2 separate regions of the Oryctolagus cuniculus genome follow, and region 2 is linked to region 1. Evidence: chromatin contacts called from public Hi-C data. All regions are on one chromosome and are shown on one strand. The core of a region is the stretch at or near the end of the contact, and the rest is flanking DNA. Distances in the headings are between cores, read along the strand shown.

What was found. Hi-C and Micro-C count contacts between places; a contact is called where the count stands out from the background.
Region 2: a Hi-C map of embryonic fibroblasts shows a contact between it and region 1, with 2.8 times the contacts expected there. The contact joins the enhancer-like site here to the promoter of OLFML3 in region 1. A contact is called at or near these places in 3 of 6 Hi-C or Micro-C datasets (ear pinna, embryonic fibroblasts and skin fibroblasts).

What each region holds. Positions count from the first base shown.
Region 1 is chr7:56,372,299-56,378,361 of mOryCun1.1, forward strand. OLFML3 (olfactomedin like 3) reads right to left here and starts at 2,460. Exons shown (of 3, transcript XM_002715753.5): 1 at 1,926-2,460; 2 at 931-1,216; 3 at 1-283. The coding sequence starts at 2,249. It overlaps HIPK1 (homeodomain interacting protein kinase 1), which reads right to left. Exons shown (of 16, transcript XM_051856145.2): 16 at 3,713-6,063.
Region 2 is chr7:56,519,340-56,525,402 of mOryCun1.1, forward strand. PTPN22 (protein tyrosine phosphatase non-receptor type 22) reads left to right here. Exons shown (of 21, transcript XM_008264644.4): 2 at 993-1,101; 3 at 1,395-1,471; 4 at 1,594-1,689; 5 at 2,140-2,178; 6 at 3,680-3,751; 7 at 3,843-3,902; 8 at 4,863-5,005; 9 at 5,351-5,417. Among named protein-coding and RNA genes, the nearest start is that of PTPN22, 13 kb to the left of the region's middle. Within about 2 kb of position 3,707, at least 2 of the 8 cell types and tissues checked have an H3K27ac peak or open chromatin away from gene starts, as enhancers often do.

The DNA of each region.
Region 1 (6,063 bases), core at 1,210-3,709:
CCTCCGGGAGGCCTCCGGGCATAATACAGAAAGCCACCATACACCAGCTGCCCGGTGCCCACCCAGGGGAAGGGCACCCGGACTCGGGAAGCTTTCCGGGCAGCCATAGCAAGGGTGAAGTCCCGCAGCCTCGGGAAGACAAAGGCTGTGTCATTCAGTGTCCCATCTAACACGTAGATCTTCTCCGCTGGGCCCATTGGATCCTTGGTCCACAGACCAGCTGGGCCACCGAACCGCTTCAGGATCTTCATTGACCTCACCTGAGAGATTGTGTAGCCACAGTCTGGTGGGGGAAGGAGAAAAGCACAAGAAAAGGAAATAAGAGGCGAGAGTTGTATGCCTACAGCAGGAACCCCCCGCGAGGCGGGATATGGGGAGAACAGTGGTCGTTTGCCCGGTAGATGTCCCCACTCTTGTGGAGGACTGGGGAATGGAGGGTACCTCAGAGGTCTGGGTCCCCAGCAGCTCTCCTTCATGGACCTGTCATTACAGAGATCACCCGAACACACACTCTAGAAGCTGGAGTCACAGTGGACAAGGACAAAGAGGAAAGAGAAACAAGGAAGAAAGGCTACTGAGGGGGCCAGTGCTGTGGCATAGCAGGTAAAGCCACTGCCTGCAGTGCCGGCATCCCACGTGGGCGCCAGTTCGAGTCCCGGCTGCCCCACTTGTGATCCAGCTCTCTGCAGTGGCCTGGAAAAGCAGTGGAAGGTGGCCCAAGTCCTTGGGTCCCTGCACTCGCGTAGGAGACCTGGATGAAACTCCTGGCTTCGGATCAGCCCAGCTCTGGCCGTTGCAGCCACTTGGGGAGTGAACCAATGGATGGAAGACCTCTTTCTCTCTCTGCCTTTCAAGTAAATAAATAAATCTTAAAAAAGAACGAAAGAACGGCTACTGAGAGCGTGAGGGGCCTGCTTTGAGACCACTTACCTGTTACCATATCGTACTTCTCGTTTCTTCTGCCCTTGCCTTTCGTCCCAGGGCCTCCAGTCACCTTCTCATCAAACTCCACACAGGGCAGAGCTGGGTTCTGGGTCTCCAGATAGTCAACCTCCCGCTCCAGACGGTCCACTCTGCCGGAGATGGTGTCAGCCTCGGTTCTGAGCGCCTCCCGCTCCTTCTCTGCCACCTCCAGCAGCGGCAGCATCTTGTTCTTGAAGTCCCGCAGCTCGGCAGCATGCCGACTGCTCTGGTCCTGGCACTGGGCCAGGCGCTCCTGAAGGGATGGGGAATCAGGAGAGAGGGCTGCAGGGTTACAAGTCCCAGGCAGGGGGAGGCCCAACCAGGGAGTCAGGAATGCGAAAAAGAACAAACTCAGCCAGGCTTTAATAGCCCATTCCGCCCCCACAGAAAAGAAAACCAGATGTCCAGAGGTGCTAAGTGTGCAACAGCCCAGCTCAGCTTCACCTCGGCCCCTACCCTACCCCTACTCCGTGCCTCCACCCTGTGTACCCTGTGAGCAGGGCCACTGTGCCCTCTGAGGTTCAAGGGAAGCCTCGGTGCATGAAGGCGGCAAGGGCTCCCTCCTCCACCGTGCAGTTCACTTCACAGGGATTAGGATGCTGCAGATAGCACACTGGCTTAAAAAGGCAGGAAGCTGCAGATTCCTCGGGAACCTCAACTCAGCAGAATCATCAGCTCCTCCGGTTGCATCCCCACCGTCCTGGCTCTCATTTCCACTCTGCTCCCTTACCCCATCTAATTCCGTGGGTAAAGCACAAAGGTCTGTTTGCTTTGGAATCCTCTGTGTGGGGAGAGAGGAGGGCTTGTAGTTGGAGGATTCTCTCATCAAAAGACAAAATCTTCTGTAGGTTCTTGCAGCATCCTATCCTGTCACCCCCAGATGCCTAACAAATTGGTCTGTTGAACCAATCAAAGATGTAGAATCCTTCCAGGCTAGGCTAGAAGAGAAAGGAGTCCCTCACCTCTAAGGCAGCTAGCCGGCGTTCCATGTACTCCACAAGGTGGTGCTGCTGTCCTCGAAGGGGTCCTGACCATGACAAAAGGAAGAAGAAGAGGAGAGGAATGCTGGGCCCCATGGCAGCGTGAAGAGTGGGTCGAGAGTGGAAGAAGTGTGCACTCGGCCTCTTCCCCTCAAGCCTGCGGGCTGGCTTTGGAGGCGGGGTGGGGGGCGGTGCCTTCCTTCTGATCTCCGGGTCTCTCTCACTACTCTGGAATGCTTTCCCAGTTTCTTCACAATCCCCACCCCCTCCTTTTCCGCCTTGATTGATTAAACACAGATGGCCCATTGCACAGCAGCCAGGAGCCTAACCACCTCCCGCACAGGCTGTAGGCGCCCCAAGAGGGAGAGGGGGGAGAGGGCGGAGAAGGGGGGGCAGGCGGCCTCTGGGCAGTCACCCAGAGGAAAGAGCTGGCTGCAGGAGGCAGGGACCCCGGAGGAAACAGCAAACTCTCCCCTCAGTTTCAGAAGCTGACAGCACTCCCTCTCTCACAGGAACAAAATGGACTGTTTTCTGCCTCCTTCAGTGTAAGCTGGAAGTGGGGATGGGGCGGGGGATGAAGTTTGAGGGGAGGAGGTGAAGAGCCAAAGTGGTCAAGTTTAACTTTTTCTGTAGCTCACTGGCGCCATCTTGTGCCAAGCACCTGGTGTTCTCTCTCACGATTAACAGCATCAAGGCTTGGACTCCACCCCATGTGGAAAATTTTCCACAAAGCCAGCCAAGGAGACTGAAGTATAATGGCTTTCATCATTAAAATGCAGATTTCCCCACAGACCACTCAGTTACTTAGAGGTCCATGCCAGTGTCTGACTCTCTCTCTCTCTCTGATTCAGCCCCAGGAAGAGAATACAGCAGATAAAAACAAAACAAAACAAGGTTATCAGGTCACTAAAAAATCAGTAAACTAACTTGATTTTCTGAATGTAAGAATGACAGCACAGCCATGTTACATGTTTTTTGTCTGTCGGCTTTTTGCCTGAAGACATTCAGGGATATTCTCTTACCACACTGAGAAGCATTCACACCAATTTACATTAATTTATTAACAGGGGAAAACATCTGAAAAATATGTGTACTGCAGTCTAACTCACAGTCAATGAATCCTCACCTCCCTACTACTGGAATAAAACAGACTACTGATCATTTCTCTCGGCTGTGGTCCAAAGGGTATATCTAAGTGCTTCTCAATTTTGTATCCCAACTAAGGCTGCAGGACCACAAAATGAATTAACAGCCACAGTAAGGAAAACTTGGCCCAAAAATGTGTCAAAGATACCAAATACAGCATTTATTCAGAGACTTGCAGTAATTAATCTAGGTAAATCCCTCTTTATCAGAAGTTTTACCCAATTTAGAATCAAAATAAGTCTGATCAGAGGTGGTCCTTTACTGAAAAGGACCATGCTTCTACCAACGCAGCTTTGGGTGGGGGACTCTTCCTGTGGGGATTCACTCAATAATGCATAGTCCGACACATTAGCCACTGCACCACTGGCCCACCCGACACACTGCTGCCTTAAATGTTTGGTGAAAAATGTCAGGAAGCAAAGTTTAATTAGCCTGTCTCAGAATCCTTCTATCTCTTTCAAAGGGTCAGATTCAGATGGTCCGGCACATTTCCTATGAAATCCTATTCGTTCCCATTATGGAACTCTGTATAAAGAATGCAATTGTGTTTGGTTGCTCCAAAAAGACATCATATGTTGATCCACCATGTACCCCACAACAGAAGTCAAAAATAGTCACGTGAATCAGAAAATTTACCCATTTTATTGATGCATTGCAATTGCTCTACATTTTACCATATTATGTAGAAAATACTGAAAATACAAGCTACTTTGTAAAACCAAAGACAAACATTGAATCCAAAGATAAACTATGTTTTACACAATGGACCCTTTTCCCGTAGTTAGTATTAAATTTTAAATATCTATTTCTTCTGTTAAAATGATTATTTTACATACTCCCTAAGTACGTCTGCGTTACAAACATAGCTCAGTAATTCTCAGAAACTATCTGTTTCTAGAGGCTTGCTGTAAAAGTAAGCGCACAACCAGAAAAGGGAGAAAGCAAAAAAAAGTCTAAATCGCACACAATAACTAGCATATCAAATACATTTAATAAAGTAGGAATTCCATTGCAATATCAAGGATTTGAAGCAGAAATACTAACATTACATATAATGTACATATAATGTACTGCTACATGTAGTGAGATTATTTTTCAAGCTGAATTGAAACCACACATTATATTAAGTTTAGCAACAAACAACCATGTAGACATGCTGCACCATTCATCAGTTCAAAAAAAAAATCTAAAGAGGAAGCAGGCTCGGGCCATTCCAGTCACTGAGAGGCAATTTCATTTCCTATCCTAAAACAAACCATCTCAACTAGTGGATTTTTGCATAAGAATGCTGAATTAAACAACACACATTTCTGCGCTTGCCTGGCTAAGGCAGTCAAGCTTAGCCCCTCTAGTGGACAACGATGGATGAGCAATCACAAAAGCAGGCTCAGAATGGCCAAAACTATTTGAAAAGGAGTTCTGATTCCTGGGGTTAGTATTTCAGCTGAGCACAGAATGGTATCACCTCCTGGGAACCATTAAAAACTCAGGAGTGATCGAGTGTCCTGATGAGCCTATACTTAACTCTTCCCCACTTCCCTCTCACCTAGAAGGGGAGATGCTGGAGATCCAAGTTCTGAGAGGACTTAAAGCCTTAAGCTGGTTTGAGGTCAGGCCACTGTGACCCAGGCCAGCTGCTCAATAAATTCTTGGGGCTTCCCCCATACTGTCAGGGCCAGCAGTGTTTTAAGCCCCAGGGACAGAATCCAAAGCCACATTGAACACATACACATTTGGCAGACACAGGTGAATTTTTATCTTGGTATATCTGAAATGCCAATTTGCAGACTGAGAAAATTTCTGAAGTTTCTGTAGCCACAGTGCTAGTCAGGTGACTAAGGTAACAAACACAAGCTCTTGGTATTACCTTTTTGCACCGAGTGAAGACTTCTATATTAAATGGCATCTACTTGTTGGACTCGGGCAGGGGTGAATTTTCTTTTCCTGCATCTCATTTTGTACAAAAACAATTAAGTCATGTCCCTTGCAGAAGAAAGATAAGGAACAAAAAATGTTTCCATTAGAAACTAGATTTGCGTTTGAACAAGGAAGTCAGAATGTGCTTGGCAAAAAGGAGACACAAAGATTACACACACTGACCAGAAAACAATTTATCACTAGCCACAGAAACCATACAAATTGCTTGGCTATCTTGACCAATATGATGCTAAAAACACAACTCAGTGTAACCATCTCTCTCTCTCTCTCTCTCTCTCTCTCTCTCTCTCTCACACACACACACACACACACACACACACACACACGTTCCTGGTAAGCTGTACTGACTACCCGCCCCATCTTGGAAGCCCTTACTCCTTACAATGAAGAAACTCCAGATACTTTGACAGCTCCTCGGTGTTCAACCCGGTACAGAGCTTGCTGACCAGGCTCCATGAAATCTCCCATCTCCATCCCACACCTCCTTGACACCATCTCCATATAGAACCAGTCCTAGAATTATCCCTCAAATAGACAATTTTCAGATGGAACACATCTATATCTTAGGGTTAACCTTCTTCTCTGTATCCTTTATAGGCAGGAATGTACCCAGCCCCAGTACCTTCTACTTGACCCAGATCCATGTAGGAACTGAGAGTACAAGGACAATTTCACAGCTTGAAGGGCCCCAAGAATATACAAGTTGTAAGAAAGAAACTTCAAAAGCCCCATTGATTCCACAGGCTTTGGTTCCTTCTTAGTATCCTTCACTGGTTAGTAAACCTTGCTGTGAGTTCCTTGTCACCAGCGGTACCACAAACTCTTCCTCATAGTATGGGGGGCCATGGTAAGCAATACAACAGGCTCTTTGGTATAAACACATCTGCTATATGATTTTTTTAACAAGCAAATATTTTACTAGCAATGTCAACTATTTGTAGGAAGAACAGCCACATGGGAAAAGAAAAAAAAATCGCATTCTAAATGTGATTGCACATACTTTTTAAAAAAAATGCATATTTAACATCGGCTTGAC
Region 2 (6,063 bases), core at 2,457-4,956, 150 kb after region 1:
GGGGAGTTATTTTCTTTAGTTTAAGTCAACAAGTGTTTCTACTGATTATCACAGATGTCCCTCCCTTTCATCTTTTGCAAATTGAGTAAATCTTCACCAAAGTCAGATCTGGTAGATGCAGTGTCTTTGAATGAAAGAGAGATTAAAAAAAAAAAAAAATCCGAGATAGGATGGATTGCTAACAATAAGCCTAGGAGGAACTATCAGTTGCCCTGACCCCAAGTTTTGGTCTACAGTATAGTACTGGAAAATGAGGATATGTGTAAAGTGTTGCTTCACTATCTTGAGGAATCTTGCCAAGCAACAGAGTGCGATGTTGTTTAAAGATTTAGGAGCAGGCTTAAAGTTTGGGTTACATTTAAAAAATGACTCCCTTTGGAACTGAAATCTTTGAAAATTTACTAGATACAGAAAGTTTTGTTGTTGTTGTTGTTTTTAGTTTTTTTATCTTTTTTGTTTTTTTCTTTTCATTTTTTCTTTTTTTCTTCTTTTTTGTTTTTTTTTTCTTTTTCTTTCTTTTTTTTTCTTTTTTAGATATAGAAAGATTTTATTCAGCTTACGCTCATATCTGCTTGGGGAGTCGGGGTGCAAACAGTCATCTAAAGTAAAAAACAAAAGCAAACAAAAAACTTAATGGAACCGAATAACTCACCGCTGACCATTGAACTAAGTAGCAGCTGTAAAGGAAGTGAACCAAACTTTTAATATTTTTCCATTGGGTGGAGTATATAGCTTGCTCACAGAAGACTTCTGGTCTTTAAAATATGTCTGTTTCACCTCTGAGTTTCAGCTGTCCGCGGCTCAGCGGCAGTGGAATCTTTTCACTTCTCCAAACGTCCATGTGCTCTAGGGCTTCGCCCCGAACAGCGGCAGCCCCCGCGAAGGCTCCCAGGATTGACATGCAGTGTTCGGCCGTGAAGCAGGAGAGCCCTTGAGGGAGAGCTTCTTACCTCCTTTTTCTAAAAGTGATTATTCTTGAAATTTTATTACAGAAGCTGAAAAGGCAATCCACCAAGCATAAGACAGACAAAACCTTCCCCACAACTGTGGCTGAGAGGCCCGCGAATCTCAAGAAAAACAGATATAAGGATATTTTGCCCTGTAAGTTCCATTTCTCCTAATAAACTTGTCCCCTTTCCCAAATTCAATCATTCCTAGCTCTCTCTGCCTATCATTCGCTGTTCCCAGTCTCGGAACAGACTGATTCTCTGGTCTGCAAGATTAAGCATGAGCAAATTCGTTTGCGCTACTTATGACTGCAGGAGTATTCACCCATCCATCCATCCACTCACTCACTCACTCACTCAGTCTTCAAACAGAGGCACCCACTGTTCACACCGTTGGGCCCTGACCAAGCCCTCTAAATCACACCGCGTGTTTCTTTTGTGTTATAGATGATCATAGCCTAGTCGAGCTATCCCTGATAACCTCTGATGAGGATTCCAGCTACATCAATGCCAGCTTCATTAAGGTACACTGGAGGGAAACAGAAAGCCTTCCGTATCTCTGTAGGTGCTTGGAAAGGTGACTGGGAGAAGACCTGTGGGAAGGCTATGGTTTATTGCATCTCCTGTGATTTCCCTTCCTGTGTAGGGGGTTTATGGACCCAAGGCTTACATTGCCACCCAGGGTCCCTTGCCTACAACCCTGCTGGACTTCTGGAGGATGGTTTGGGAACACAGCGTGCTGGTGAGTGCAGAGTGGCGCTTACTACTTTGTTTTCGAGTTCTCAAGGAGGGAAGCTGTCAGCAGGTGTGATGGGGGTTTCCTGTCTATTAAAACCGGTGCTTTTATTTTTTTTTTATTTTATTTTTTTACAATCGACTACTGGAGCTACAGGTTTCAGGCATCTTTTAGTCAAAATTACAATGTCATTATTGTTCAAGGAAATGAAAGTTCACACGTTGCCTGCCTCATTGGGTGACAAGAATGTACTGATTTGAATAGAGAAAGGGGAAGTGAGTTCAGAAAGAAGAAGAGTAAGAGCAACGCTCTACCACTTATCAGGATTTCTTTTTTGGTTGAAAAGCAAATCCAAATAGAAGAAGGATGATTAACCCTTTCTGACCCCGGAACCTATTTCCTAGCTGCTCTTCTGACCTGATAGGTGTTGACGTTTCTGTCTGTTTCATCCCCCAGATTATTGTCATGGCGTGTATGGAGTTTGAGATGGGAAAGGTGAGTTGCTTTCTAGTACCCGCTGATCTACAGGTGAAGGGGAGAAGAAAGAGACAGGGCAACCAGCAGCAGGAATTCTCTCCTTCAGTGAGGTTGGGTAAAAATGGCCATCTCCTAGCTTTCAGTTAGGGAATTCCACATGACGAAGAATTCTTATTATCTATTTTCTCAGTGTGTCCTGCTTTTAAAAAATGACCATTCACTTTCCCATTTCTATTGATCAGATATCTTTTAACTTTCTGTGAGAGCTTCAGATCCTGAGCTGGCCAGCATGCCATCCACTAGCTGCCTTTAGCTCTTAAGTACTGAAGAGACTGACAGAGTGACCAAGGAACTCAGTTACTTTACTATAATCTCAACTGATTTAAAAGTTGATCATCAATTCAGTTATTGGAAAACTTTAAGTATGTTTGAAACAACTGGAGTATGTGAAACTTTTCTCTTTAAGATTTGTTTATTTGAAAAGCAGAGTTACCAAGAAAGAGAGAGAGAGAGAGAGAGAGAGAGAGAGAGAGAGAGAAATGGGAAACGGAAGAGAGAAAGATCTTCCATCAGCTGGTTCACTCTCCAAATGGCCACAAAGCTGGGGCTGGTGTGCAGGCTAAAGGCAAGAGTAGAATTCCAATCGAATCTCCAAAGGGTGGCAGAAGCCTGAGTCCTTGAACCACATTCCACTGCCTTCCCAGGCACATTAGCTGGAAGCTGGATTGGAAGCAGAGCAGCCAGGACTCAAACTGGAGCTCTGATACGGGATGCCTGCATTGCAGGCAGTGGCTTAACCCAGCACCCCACAATGCCAGCCACTATGTGAAATATTTGAGCTATGAATTTTATGAAATCTAAATGGAAATGAAAGTATTTCCAATGAAAATTTTAGCATTCTGAGATGAGCTGTAAACATAAAGCACTAGGTTTTAGAGATTTAATTTTAAAAATGGTAAAATATGTAATATGTGGTTGATGTCAATTACACGTTGAAATTTTTTAAGATCTGTATATTAAGCTAAGATATTCTATTAAAGTTAATTTCACTGTTTTCATTTTTGAATGTGGCTTGGAAAATTTAAAATTGCGTGTGTGGCTCACATTGTATTTTTACTGGACATCACTGTTCTGACTTGCTTGTTGCTATTCTGAGTTGACAATTTAAATCAACAAATCAAGGAAACTTGGTATTTCACTTAACTCGGGCCACTGTTTTAGTAGACATTTGATTTCCATTAGTCCTGCTGAAATATTGAAAGTAAGCCAAAGATCTCGAATTCCACGTTTTTAGACTTGTAGGAAGTCTGTAATTTCTATATCCGTTACTTTTGCTTTCCCGTGCTTGGAGCTCCCAGGCCGTGGTGCTGGGGTGGAAGCCCATGGGATTACAAAACCCTGAGCTGAGGTGAAGGACCTGAATCTGCTTGTGAGGAAGCAAGTGGGATTTATTTCTGAAAAGAGACTGCAGTGTATGGAGGGAAACAGGGCCGTAACTGCGTTCTGCTTTGTGCAACAGAGAAAGTGCGAGCGCTACTGGGCTGAGCCAGGCGAGACGCAGCTGCTGGTCGGCCCCTTCTCGGTGTCCTGTGTAAGTACCATCGGCACACCGTGGCCCAGCCAAGGCTCCGGGAGCTCCTGGACAGAGAGCTTGACTGATATTGTAATCTTCTTCTGCTTAGGAAGCTGAAAGAAGGAAATCTCATTATATAATCAGGACTCTGAAAGCCAAGTTCAACGGGGTAAGTATAGAATGGGAGAGATGAACTCAAAAGCCTTCGGAGAGCAGGCAGGTAGATCCGTGTGTGTGACTCAGGCGAGACGTAGGGCTCTGGACAGTGCTGGGGCCTTGGATGTCCTGAGTCACTCTTCGTATTCTGAAGAGACCTTTGGTGTGATCTGTGCTCCCAAATCTATTCCACACCATGACACACATTTAAAATAATATCTGTAGGGTGAACAGAGGTTGGGCAGTGAGTAGGGACTGGGAATCAATCTGTGAGCTCAGACTGCCCTGAGCCCCCCCTCCCCATCCTCTCCCAAGGCAGGGATTTAATATAGCAGCGTGCCTGTGATTCATTTGAGGCACCCCATCTGGGGAGACTTCATTTGGGCTGTGTTCATAGCTAACTTCCTCTTGTGAGTGGGACAGATGGGGACAAGCCAATAGTGAGTGACCTTAAATTGCCTTTAATCAAAAAATTTATTTAATTTATTTGAAAAAGAGAGTTGCAGAGAGAGTGGAAGAGAGACAGAGAGAGAGAAAAAGACCTTCCAGCCATTGGTTCATTCCCCAGATGGTTGCAACAGTCATGGCTGGGACAGACCAAATCCAGGAGCTTCTTCTGGGTCTCCCACGTGGGTGGCAGAGGCCCAAGCACTTGGGCCATTTTCTGTGGTTTTCCCAGGTGCATTAGCAGGAAGCTGGATGGGAAGTGGAGCAGCCAGGACTCAACCCAGTTCATATACTGGATGCTGGCCTTAGCAGGCAATGACTTTAACCACTACAACCATGATGCTGGCCCCAAATTGCTTTTAATTGTTGTCAAAAAGCATTTGGTTATCTGAGATCCATAGAGAAGAAAGCAAAATAAATTGGAAAAAAAGATTCAGATGCAATCTAATAAGCCAGACTGATCTTTTGTAGAATGAGGTGGAGTCCTAAGCTTGAACTCTCCTTTTGTTCTGGCTATTTATTATAGGAAACCCGAACAATCTACCAGTTTCATTACAAGAACTGGCCAGACCATGATGTGCCTTCGTCTATAGACCCTATCCTGGAACTCATCTGGGACGTGCGTTGCTACCAAGAGGGCGACAGTGTTCCCATCTGCATTCACTGCAGGTATGATGCTGTGTGTTCCTCTCCTGCCGAGGATAAACCAAACATCAGAGTCTGGTCTGGACTCTGCAACTGTAACGGAAATGTCAACAGCAGAAACCAGCTGTAATAAACTCTGGTGAATTACGTGCAGGCAGTGCAGCTTTAGCGACCCCTGCCGTAAGAGGTTGGCAAGGCCCTGTCCTGAGGTTCAGTGTCACAAGAACAGACTTGCTCTGGGAAGTGGTAGGGCTTGAAACACAGTGCCACCAGGCTGCTTCCTCTCCAGATCTGCTGCTGAAATTTTCCAGCTCCCATCCGTGGCCCCCTCTCTGCAAGTACACATGCCACTGTGCTCTTTCGTTTCAGTGCTGGCTGTGGAAGGACTGGTGTGATCTGTGCCATTGATTATACGTGGATGTTGCTAAAAGATGGGGTGAGTTTCTCTCAACACGCCTTTCCTGTTTGCTTACTTTGGGCTTTCAGACTTCAGAATTGCTCGGTTTTTCAAAACATCTATCTTCATGATTCATCTTTTCTAGAAAATGCACTCGGAGACCCACTCTGCCAGGTGATTCATTAGTTCCTAAATTGTTGGTGCAGTCTCCACACAAGTAGCATCAGCATCACCTGAGAACTTGTTAGGAAAGCGAATTATTGTAATGGACTGAACCCCAGCTCCGAGGGCGGGGGCTGGAGGTGCGCTGATGGGCACCGGGTTTGAGAACCACTGCCTACAATGACACCTGCCCTTCCTTAGGTTAGCCAAACTGCTGCAGCAGATGCACTCATTTTTTTCACAATAAAATTTTGTGTTTCAATCTATAAACCACTTTTTAGTGCCGACTAAGAAATGGGAAGTTTAAAATGTGGACTCTACACCTGCCTGCCAACTCCCTTTATTTCAGGACACTCTCACACTTGGTCTCCACTGAGCCTTGTCCCTCAGTGTATATTCACTTTCAGATGTTTGATCACCCCATGGGAAATAATCCTGAAGAGTTTCTTCAATCTTTTCTGGGGAAAACCCAAGGCTCTAAATCATAGTGCATGTGATGAGAATCATCACTAGCTTTATAAAT